Regions from separate parts of the Gossypium hirsutum genome. Here regions 1 and 3 are each linked to region 2. Evidence: chromatin contacts called from public Hi-C data. All regions are on one chromosome and are shown on one strand. Each heading gives the region's core, a stretch centred on a gene start, on an enhancer-like site or on the middle of the called end of the contact. The rest is flanking DNA. Distances are from core to core; before and after follow the strand shown.

What was found. A called contact is a pair of places that touch in the nucleus more often than the background predicts.
Region 1: a Hi-C map of leaf shows a contact between it and region 2, with 1.8 times the contacts expected there. The contact joins the promoter of LOC107962909 here to the promoter of LOC107901666 in region 2. A contact is called at or near these places in 2 of 34 Hi-C or Micro-C datasets (both in leaf).
Region 3: a Hi-C map of leaf shows a contact between it and region 2, with 3 times the contacts expected there. The contact joins the promoter of LOC121218328 here to the promoter of LOC107901666 in region 2. A contact is called at or near these places in 8 of 34 Hi-C or Micro-C datasets (callus and leaf).

Annotation. Positions count from the first base shown.
Region 1 is chrD06:23,911,784-23,914,993 of Gossypium_hirsutum_v2.1, reverse strand. It overlaps LOC107962909 (protein MEMO1), which reads left to right and starts at 1,922. Exons shown (of 8, transcript XM_041095410.1): 1 at 1,922-2,472; 2 at 3,099-3,183. The coding sequence starts at 2,421.
Region 2 is chrD06:24,398,963-24,402,523 of Gossypium_hirsutum_v2.1, reverse strand. It overlaps LOC107901666, which reads right to left and starts at 1,790. Exons shown (of 1, transcript XM_016827754.2): 1 at 278-1,790. The coding sequence starts at 1,693. The coding sequence ends at 614.
Region 3 is chrD06:23,983,716-23,986,893 of Gossypium_hirsutum_v2.1, reverse strand. LOC121218328 reads right to left here and starts at 1,506. Exons shown (of 1, transcript XM_041095417.1): 1 at 632-1,506. The coding sequence starts at 1,326. The coding sequence ends at 823. LOC107962911 (neurochondrin) reads left to right here and starts at 3,166. Exons shown (of 19, transcript XM_041095415.1): 1 at 3,166-3,178.

The sequences.
Region 1 (3,210 bases), core at 673-3,172, 490 kb after region 2:
AATATGAAGTTTTTAGACATATTATTTTGACAATTCATAAAATATTTAACTTGCATCTAATGATTATTGTTACAACCTTTTATGAACCACTATTTTTATGAACCACTATATAGTAAAATTTATATTAAAATCCTTGAAGGATTTAGGATGCTAGAAGCATATTGAAATTCTCGGGCAATTATTCATTTATATGAATTGAAATAATTTGAATATATGTGATAAATAGTAATTGAATGAGGCTTATAAAATGGTTCAAAATACCTATTTGTGTTTTTATAGAAGAATCACGATTAAAATTTGCTATGATTATTATTGAAACTCCTGAAAAGATCAAAATATATTTTCCCCAAATTTTCCCCCACTCATGACTTTCAAAAGAATAGTGATATAAATGTTTAACAAATACATTCAAATAGTCATTTGAAAAACTAGTATTCAAGATTGAATATATAGAATATGAGAAAGTATGTGATGTTTTCATGAGGGGAGTAAATACGCGCTGTATTCTTTTTCCCTTAACCGATGTTTTGTCCCATTCGGATTTTCTGGTAAAGTTTTTAATGAGGCAACATATTATGCGTATTATATATATGTGTATTCTTTTTCCTTCACTAGTAGTTTTTTCTCACTGGGTTTTTTATCTTAGTAATGTTTTAATGATGCATATTATCTACTAATGGGGAGCATTATAAATATCTTATTAAATGGATATCCATCAAGATCAAGATAAATTTTGATATACTTTAAATTCTAAATAGTCATTAGAAGTAGATCTCTACTTCATTTATATTTCTTATGCCTATAAATAACAATTTTAGAGAAATTTTATAAATATCCTCATTGATAAATAAAATACATTCTCTATTGCTACCCATATTTTCTTTGTTCTTTACTATTTGTCTATTGATTTTATAACATATTTTAATTTTTTTTATTTACTGCCTTAGTCCGAAAATAGAAAGGTCCTTGTTCACGTCTAGCGCAAGTCTAAATTTCAATTATGTAAATATAGAAACAGGCAACATAATTAGACATACTTTAAAAGGTTAATATACCATTTGTTCTTTAATTTGATATTTAATGTTTTTTAAACTTTTGAGGTTTTTTTTTAAAAGGTAAATTTATTAATTCATTGAAACATACAATTCAGAGAGAAAATAATAACAGACACTCGTCATAGATGGTGAAGAACAAGCTCTATTAATAGAACAAAAGCTTTAGCATCGGCATCAATAGAACATTATGACACGTTAAATAACATTATGAGTCCCAAAGAATATTTGACACGGGAGCGCTAGTAAAAAAACATAAACCCTTAATTGAGATAAAAAAAACTCAAGTATCAAATGCATTGAACTCAAACTTAGGTGCTTAATTGGGACAAAAAAATCCAAGTATCAAATTGAAAAAACTAAGGCACCAATTTGAATTTTGAAGCCAACCTTGAATACTAGATATGATCACTAACGTTATTGATTTATTGCATTTTGGTCAATGAGTCATTATCCTCTTTATACATGCACGGATAGGGTGAAATTTATTAAATTATGTTTACCAAATTAACCAATTTTCAAGTCTAAAAAATCAGTTAACTTGCAATGCATTTTTGGATGGGATTTAGACATTTCTGGGTCGAGATGTCTTCTGACTGATGATAGAGCTAACTCTTAGCTTCAAAATGCTCTTTTAATCACCTGATTTTGAGTTGGGGGCTCAAGTTATGATTATTTTATTGAAAGTTACAAAGTAAATTTTCTGGATAGGATTATTATGAGAAATTACAAGTTTCACATTTTAATCCGAGTTTAAATCATATTGCATTTGATTTTAAGACTTAATTTTGAATATATATAAAATATTTTATTTATTAAGTTTTATGTTTTTCTTCTTTATTTATTTCGAAATTTAAAACATTTTGAATATTTCTAATTGTTTGAAAGTTGTATATTTGTTAGTTATTTTGTTCAACTGGAATTACTTCGTTAATTTATATAAAGATATTTTCATTATTCATTAAACACACCCTTCATTATTTTGATTCATTCAATATAACTCTTTTAAGTTTTTTCTCTTTGGAGATTTCTCGCTTGTTGATTATAGAAGTAGTTTTCTTTTTTATTTTAGTGATTATATCGTAATTTTTTAAAGTTCGATAATCAAAACGTAATTTAAAATATACATAAGTGACTAAATCTAGAATTTACCCTTAACTAAATTCTTAAAATCACGTCTCTTCCACATCACACTTCGCAAAGCTTCCACTACAGATAGATTCAGTTAATCTATAAACAGAGTCCTATTTTAATTTATTTTTTTCTTTTCTTTTTTCATTGCTAATATATTATCTGAATCTAAAATCCAATTCCGTCGGCAAAAATAATTTCTTTTTTAAAAAAATTAGGGCTTTGGTCCGATTCTCAATGGAGAAAATCAGAAGAGCTTCGCATGCAGGATCTTGGTACACTGATAACCGTAAGTCCTTTTACAGCGCGCTTTACTTATCTTCTCTTTGCTTCCTTCGAAACCCTATCGATTTTCATAATCTAATTTCGGTTCTGGATTTTGCTCATCTTTTTCTACGAATGATGAAATCGTAGCAAAAATATCGTTTAATTCGAGAGATTTTTTTTTTAAAAGGGAAAAATAGGAGCTGAGCTAAGTAATTTCGTAGTGTTATTTATGGAACATAAATTAAATAAAGCTTTAAGAGATGAAAAATTTTAATAATTTTAAGTGTTACATTAGGATATTATTTACTGCACTGCTCTTCTGAAGTTGAAAAGATTAATAATTTCGACTTGTGTTTGAAAGGATTTGGGTAATTCATTCTCCATAACTTGTAAAAACAAAAACCGAAATCTTTTAATTATCTTTTACTTTTCATATTTCAAATTTTAGGTCCAACTATTAACTCCTTTCATTTTTCTAAGTTCAATGAAAGTAGTAGGACTAAATTTCAAATGTACAAAAGGTACAGGGACGTGGAGTATGTTTGAACCTTTTTCTTCGCTATGCTAATATTGTTTAGTTCTTAAACTGTTACCTTGCCGATTCCCATATTAGTATATGTGTGTATATATATACATTCTTTTTTTCAGCGAACAAGTTATCGGAAGAGCTTGATGGATGGATCAGGGCGGCTGGCTTGCCTAAATCTTCTGATGTAAGAGGCGTAATTGCTCCGTAAGTTTGTTGCTTCACCTCATCGTG
Region 2 (3,561 bases), core at 541-3,040:
CCTCCCCTAGATAAATGGGATGATTTCCTTTTTTGTCCTTACAAATTTAAAATTTAATTTTAATCCTTTTCAGCTTATCAGAAATTGCATATTTGATCACTCCAAAGAACTATTCATTCAATTTTAGACCACTTTAACATAATTTTTTTTTAACCTTGACCTCCAAATTCTTTTAATTTCTCGACCTCTCTCCCTGATTAAAAGTCGAGCACTCCACCAAGTCGGTTGGTAAAATCAAACAAGGAACAATTTCATGCCAACGAAAAAGGCAAAATCAAGCAAAATTTTTCTTCTGCTCATTAAATCTCCGCGTATGGTTCCTGAGACTACAACCAAAGGGCTCAAATTTACAACTAAAAAGAAACTAGCAAAATACAACCATCTTGTTGGGTGGAGTAATGAGTGATAAGGTATGCGAGGTCTCTTACGCACAAATCTTTTGGAATTCAATTCAATCGGGATCGAATGTAGCTACTAAATTGGTAAAAGGTTGAGTCATGGATCTCTACAATTATAATTTACTTACTGTGCTAAGTTCTAAAAACAAATGGGGTTAGTGATAAATAGAGACTAATAATGTTATGAACACACACAAAAAAAAGGCACAATCTTTTCAGTTTCTCCAGGCATAAACAAGCAAAGAGAAGCCCATGGGAGCACATAACTCACTCTCCTCAACGCTTTCCCACTCCATTACCGAAGAGCTGCACCCCGAAGAAGCCGAAGACATCGAAATGGAGGAAGACGAAGAACTCCTAGCACTCCTCAACAAGCTTCTCCTTTTCTTCTTCCATTCAATCCCATCACTACACGGACTTTGCTGCCCCAAAACCACACCCTCCTTGAAAGGATCCTCCATGGTTTCAGTGCCTTGGTTCTCGAACTTGAAGATGAAAACGGCTGGACGCCCATTGTTGCCATCTTTATCGGACAACCAGCTGTAGACATCCCACGAGACTCCTATCCATACCCCATCCACTTCAATCCTCTCATTCCCTCTAAATTTCCATTTAAGCCGCTTTATTTGCAATACCCTTTTGTTATCCACGCTCAAGCACAGCCTTGCATCCTCGTTTACCCTACAATCGATCGAGATATCCCTTAATTTGCCTCCGAATCTGGCTTTTGTGTTGTAAACTCTGCTCCCCAACACGTGCTCTTTTCTCAAAACAAGAGTTTGGCTGCCTCTACTCCCAGGGTTTTGAGCTCTAGTTCGAGTATAAGCTTCCTTGGTAGCATCGCCGACGAGAAGCGTCATTTCACCGTCGACAACGACGGCAACGAAGAACCCAGAGTCGGGTTCAGGTCCGGATCCGAACTTTGCCCTTGAAAGGTCCCAGAAAATTTTCACATTAGGGACAGTGGCGCTGCTGACGTTTTTACAACCTTTTTTCTTCCAAAAAGCAAAGGATTTGATATTGAGATGAAAATGGAGGGCAGAGGATGAAAGGACGGAGAGAGGAGAAGAGGGAAGGTGGTGGTGATGGTGGTGGTGGTGGAGGTGGAGGGAGTGGCCAAGGAAGGTGCGGGACCAGGTTAAGGAAAAAAGGCCTATATTTGTGTCGTAGAGACTTGTAGCGAGGCTAGTTTTAGCGGCGGATTGTGGCGACGGCATATGGCGGTTGTCTGCGGCGGCGGAAGGGCGGAAGCAAGAAGGGAAGGGCGGAAAATGGCGGTAGCGTTGGGGGGACATTATTTAATTTTGTTTGTGTGCGAATTTGAAGGGGGCCTTTTTATGGAAGCTATATATGGGGATTGGGGATGGACAAAGAAGGAGACTTTACATTTCCTACCTGACAATCTAATGACTTTTTTATCATTAAATAAAAATAACTTTAATGGTTTAATCACAAAGCCGGATTAATGAGTTAAAATAATACTACAAGGCACAAAACCTTTAGTTATCATACCAAATTTCTTTCTATTAAGTATTATTTAAAGATAATTCTAGATCCAATTTCAACCCATTTTTTAAACCTCGGATTATTTATAAGATTAAATTAAGTTGGATTTGTATGAGTTTAGATTGATTATAGGTTATATTTTTAAGTTTAAGTCTTACCATATTTATTTATTCAAACGTCTAAATATATTTCGGTTTTTAGTCCATTGTTACTCTTAAAATACTTGAAAATGAGATGCAGCCTTTGATCTTGGCATCTTCTCTCAATTTGATTTCTGAATTTTCTTTTTGTCCACCTTTAAAAATATATATAAAATCTAAGAAAATCTAAAATGATATTTAAAAAAGGGGTTGAGTAAGCTCAAATTAGACTTGCTTTACATTTGCATGCTCATTTAGGGTTGTATAAGCGAAAACTCAAAATCATTATATGCAATTTGATTTATTTAAAAGAGGACCATTTTTACCTTTTAAAAGTAAAACGGATGAACCTACTTTAATTACAACACGTTTTTAATCCATCAACCAAAGTGTTCATCACGTGACCAAAACTAACAACTAAAATGGATGGTATGATATTGTAATTACAAGATTTGGATTTCTCTTCAATAATTACCATGAATTATATTGGATTTGGTTAATTATATTTTAATGTAAATTTTAAAAAAAAAATTAAAAGTCATCATGATTAACTATCCGTGTAATTTTCTATTCTCACCCATTTATCTAAGAACGGAAGAATGTAATTTGATGGTCCAATTACTCTGAATTCAATTATTTAGTTGCTTTCTCAATACATGATGAATTTCTTTTAATTTTAAATATTTGATATTTTAATATTCAAATATCTTATTTAAAGTTTCAATGTTAAAAAAAATTTAAATTTAATAAAGGTCAATTAATAGTATTATCCATTTGACGTTTATTTTTAAACTTGATAATTGCATCAAACATCCCATTATCGAGGTTATGTAAATTAGGTTCTTCCATTATATCGCTAATTTTACTATTAGATGTCACATCATATCTTGTTTGATATAATTTAAAATGAATATTGTAAAAATGAATATTTTAAAAATATTAGTTTTGAGGTTTTTGAAGATTTTATAGAAGCTTTTAGTTGACTCTTTCTTCTCTTTTATCTTTTCTTTTTAGTTTTTACCTTTAAAAGTTATACAACAATGTTCTATTTTTTTAAAATTTTCATTTTAAATTCAACTACATAAGATTTAATGTGTCATTTAACAATTTTAGTTACGAAAGTCAATAGTTTAAGATGTAGTTAGAATGCTTTGAAGTGAGGGCATAGTTTAGTAATGTCTAATGGAATTAACTCTTTTTTAAATTAGATAAATAGAAAGATTAAATTATTAAAGTTAAAAGCAACTGAATCTTTAAATGAAGAATGGTTGAGGGTGTGAAAATATCTGAAAATTAAGGCCAGGCCAGCTTTGTTGACTTAAGAAGGGGGTAATTTCCCATAATGATATTGGTTGTTTATCACATGAAAAAAAAGAGAAATTTGTGTTTATGATTAATGATTTCCCTGAAAATATTTTGGAAACACTGCTTGAAATTGCCTAAAATTATTGAAGTAAGACCACTTTAGATTACGGTGGATTTTAGTTTTCCTTTAATTGTTGAGTAATTTATTTAAG
Region 3 (3,178 bases), core at 257-2,756, 420 kb after region 2:
TAAATGTGTAAATATTGAGGGCTAAATTTATTATTATATATTATATATGAACACCAAATTTTAATAGAGGGGCAGTTTTGCTCACTTATCTAATGTACAAGAGCTAATTTGCTCATTTTTTTAGTAGAAGAGCTTTTATGGTACTTTTACTGGTGTTATATCGATAATTGTGTTAGTAGTTAGTAAAAATTAAATTAAACCAAAATATCATGTGTAAAATTACACAAAATAGAAGTCCACATATAATAATGTACGTTGAACCAAAGTTCATTTGTAATTTTGCATTTTATCCCTTCTTTTATAAGAAAAAATTGATTGAACTCGTAAAATTTTAATGAGGCATGTAGTAACTTACATGACAGTTCACGCATACTTAATAAAACTTCATAAAAATTTTAAAAGAACCATCTACATCAACAATAAAGTAAACATAAATTGTAATACGGTATACACAAGATACCATGTCAACACCGTTTAAGTTTTTAATAGTCCAGTGAGTTTTGTTTTAACAAAAAGTAATATAACTGACGATTGAAGATCGAGGAATAAAGTAATTTTAAAAGAGAAAAAAGGGGTTAAAAACCAAAGTGATAAAAGAATAGGAGGTAAGATTGTAATTATGCCAAACAAGTAACTACACCCAAACAAACCGATTTTCATTAACATTTATCATTCATATGACGATTATGAACAATGTACAAAAAGAATGGTCTTACTCAACAATTCAGGGCAAATAAACTTATAAACCAATGTAATGGTAAAATTTCTTTTTGACCCCCTCAAAAAAATTATATTAAATTTAAGCCCCCAACCTCTCTCTCTCTACCCTTTGTTGATCCCACATGGAGCTGCAAATCTAGCAGAGAAATCAAGGAAAGCAGCATCAGCTTCTCTATGGATCCCTTCATCGAAATTGAGTTCATAGCTCTGAATATCATACTGCATCTTCATCGTCGACCTCCTTTTTTTGTTGGCTCCATAAACGCTGAACCTTCGTATGAAATTCTTCCACTTGGGCCCTGCCAATACCTCCGATACCTCTTTCAGTTCCTTGGCTTTCCTCTTCAACCAGCTTTCTTTTGCCTCTTCTTGTTGCAGCAAGTACCCCTGCCCTTGGAGCCGGAACCGCCACCGGAAAAGTCCCCGGAAACAACCGCAGCCGAAGGACGAATCCGGGTCTTCGAAATCTTGGGAGTAGTCTTCGTTTCCGTCGTTTCTTAATGGCCAGGTTTCTTTGGCGTGGGTTGGTTTTTCTTGTGGTGCGGCGGCCATGGGAGGATGATTTTTGAGAGCAAAGAGGAATGCAGGGATTATAAAAAGAAACATCCAAAGCCACAAAAACCGGCATTTGCCGTCCAATTTACAGCTCACTTGCTTTTAAGCCAATGCGGATCCAGCTGCTACTTGACCGTTAAAAGGGGCCAGAGCCTAATCTTTATTTTAATTTGTCCTTATGTCAATTAATTTCTTGCTGTTGGGATGACTTTAAATAAATTTGTATTCTTTCTCATAACATCCTTAATTTGCTTTTTGGAATCAGACTATAGTGATGGATGGATTTTTTGGATCAAAAATCCATTTACATACAAAAATAAATAAATTTATTCAATAAAAAAACAAAATATGAGATTAAAAGTAATTCAACCGATTTATAATGTTTTTATTGTTTATTTTATTATTATTGAATCCATGACTAGTTTGACAGTTAATATAGTTTTTGAAACGTTTATACCAACCACTCACCTACTATGTTTTTCTTTCAAAAATCATCTTAGATTTCAATTAAAATATATGAACTGGAGACCTTGCTAGAAGGAAATCGAATATCCAACTGTTGCTGCAAATCATTGGTTTTGTGTATTATATGGTTTGTTTGTTTGCATCAACTGAATAATTAATTTAATATTAAATTTATCATTTACATGTTCTATTATAGAAATATAATTAGGAGAAAATGTAATAAGGTAGACATTTTAGGTTAGAGATATTTATGAATAATTTAGAAATTAATATATAGATCTTTTTCTTCTTTTATTTCTTTTTTTTGTTTTGTTTTGTCTAGCGCACGCCTTTTTCTCCCTCTCACAATTTTTTTTATTTTTTTTTCATTCATTCGGTGAGTTTTCTCTCTTTTTAATTTGCAGATATATTTTGCGAGTATTTTTTGCCATCTTTACAAATAGTGATGAATAGATGATGGTGTTTATCGTTGCTGAAACTCCACTATCCACCAGCAATTTCTTTGCCATCAACTTCTTAATCTGTTTCTTTTTTTAGAGTATTTCAGAATAACCTATAGTGTCTTTTAAGTTTTATATGTTTTTTTATTTGTTTTATATTGTTTAGTAAGTTTTCGTTTTTTTGAAGTTTTTTTTTTCTGCTCTTGTAACTCTTTTTTGGTGTTGCTTGTGTATAAAGTCTTATTTATGGATTTAGTCTTGTTTTTGTAAGTGATTTTAGGGATGATTTTGCATGTTTTTCAAAAAAGCATACACCTATTGCTTTGGACTATTCGGGGCTGATTTTCTTATTACATTAAGTAATTGCAATCACTCTAGATATATTGTGCTTAAGTTGTTACAAAGTCAATTGTCAATATACCATAATGTTTTATTGATGCTGAAGTATTTATTGTGCTGATAGAGCTCGTCTTTCACTGCCTATGATGAATATTTTTTTTTCTTCGAATTGTATAGTCCCATTCATAGAATAAATTAATGAACTTCCTTCTAATATATATATATATAATATCTGGAGAATATTCATTTCGTGAATGGAACTAATGAGCTCAGCCATGTGTTGAATGTATTATTGCAAAACATTGTAAGTAGGAAGTAATCAACGGATTAAGACCCCGGTGATGATTTTGGGTTTTTATCCCAAATTAGGTTGACTCAGTAGATGGTCCTAATATCCCAATTGTAAAGAACAAAATGATTTTTTGCTTGCTTTCAATTTCATCTAATTTTTATGTTTCCTGCTTCATTTCCGTTTTCAACTTATTTTAATTGAAAATTTATCCAAGTTAATTGAATAATTTCATATTAAAATTGAAATTAGGGTGAGTTGAAATCCAAGCTGTTTGTTTTCTCAGAACAAATTAAATTAAATCCTGTAAATTCCAATAATCGGATTTTCTTTTCTGGTCCATTAATTAGGCCCAATACTAGACGCCTCT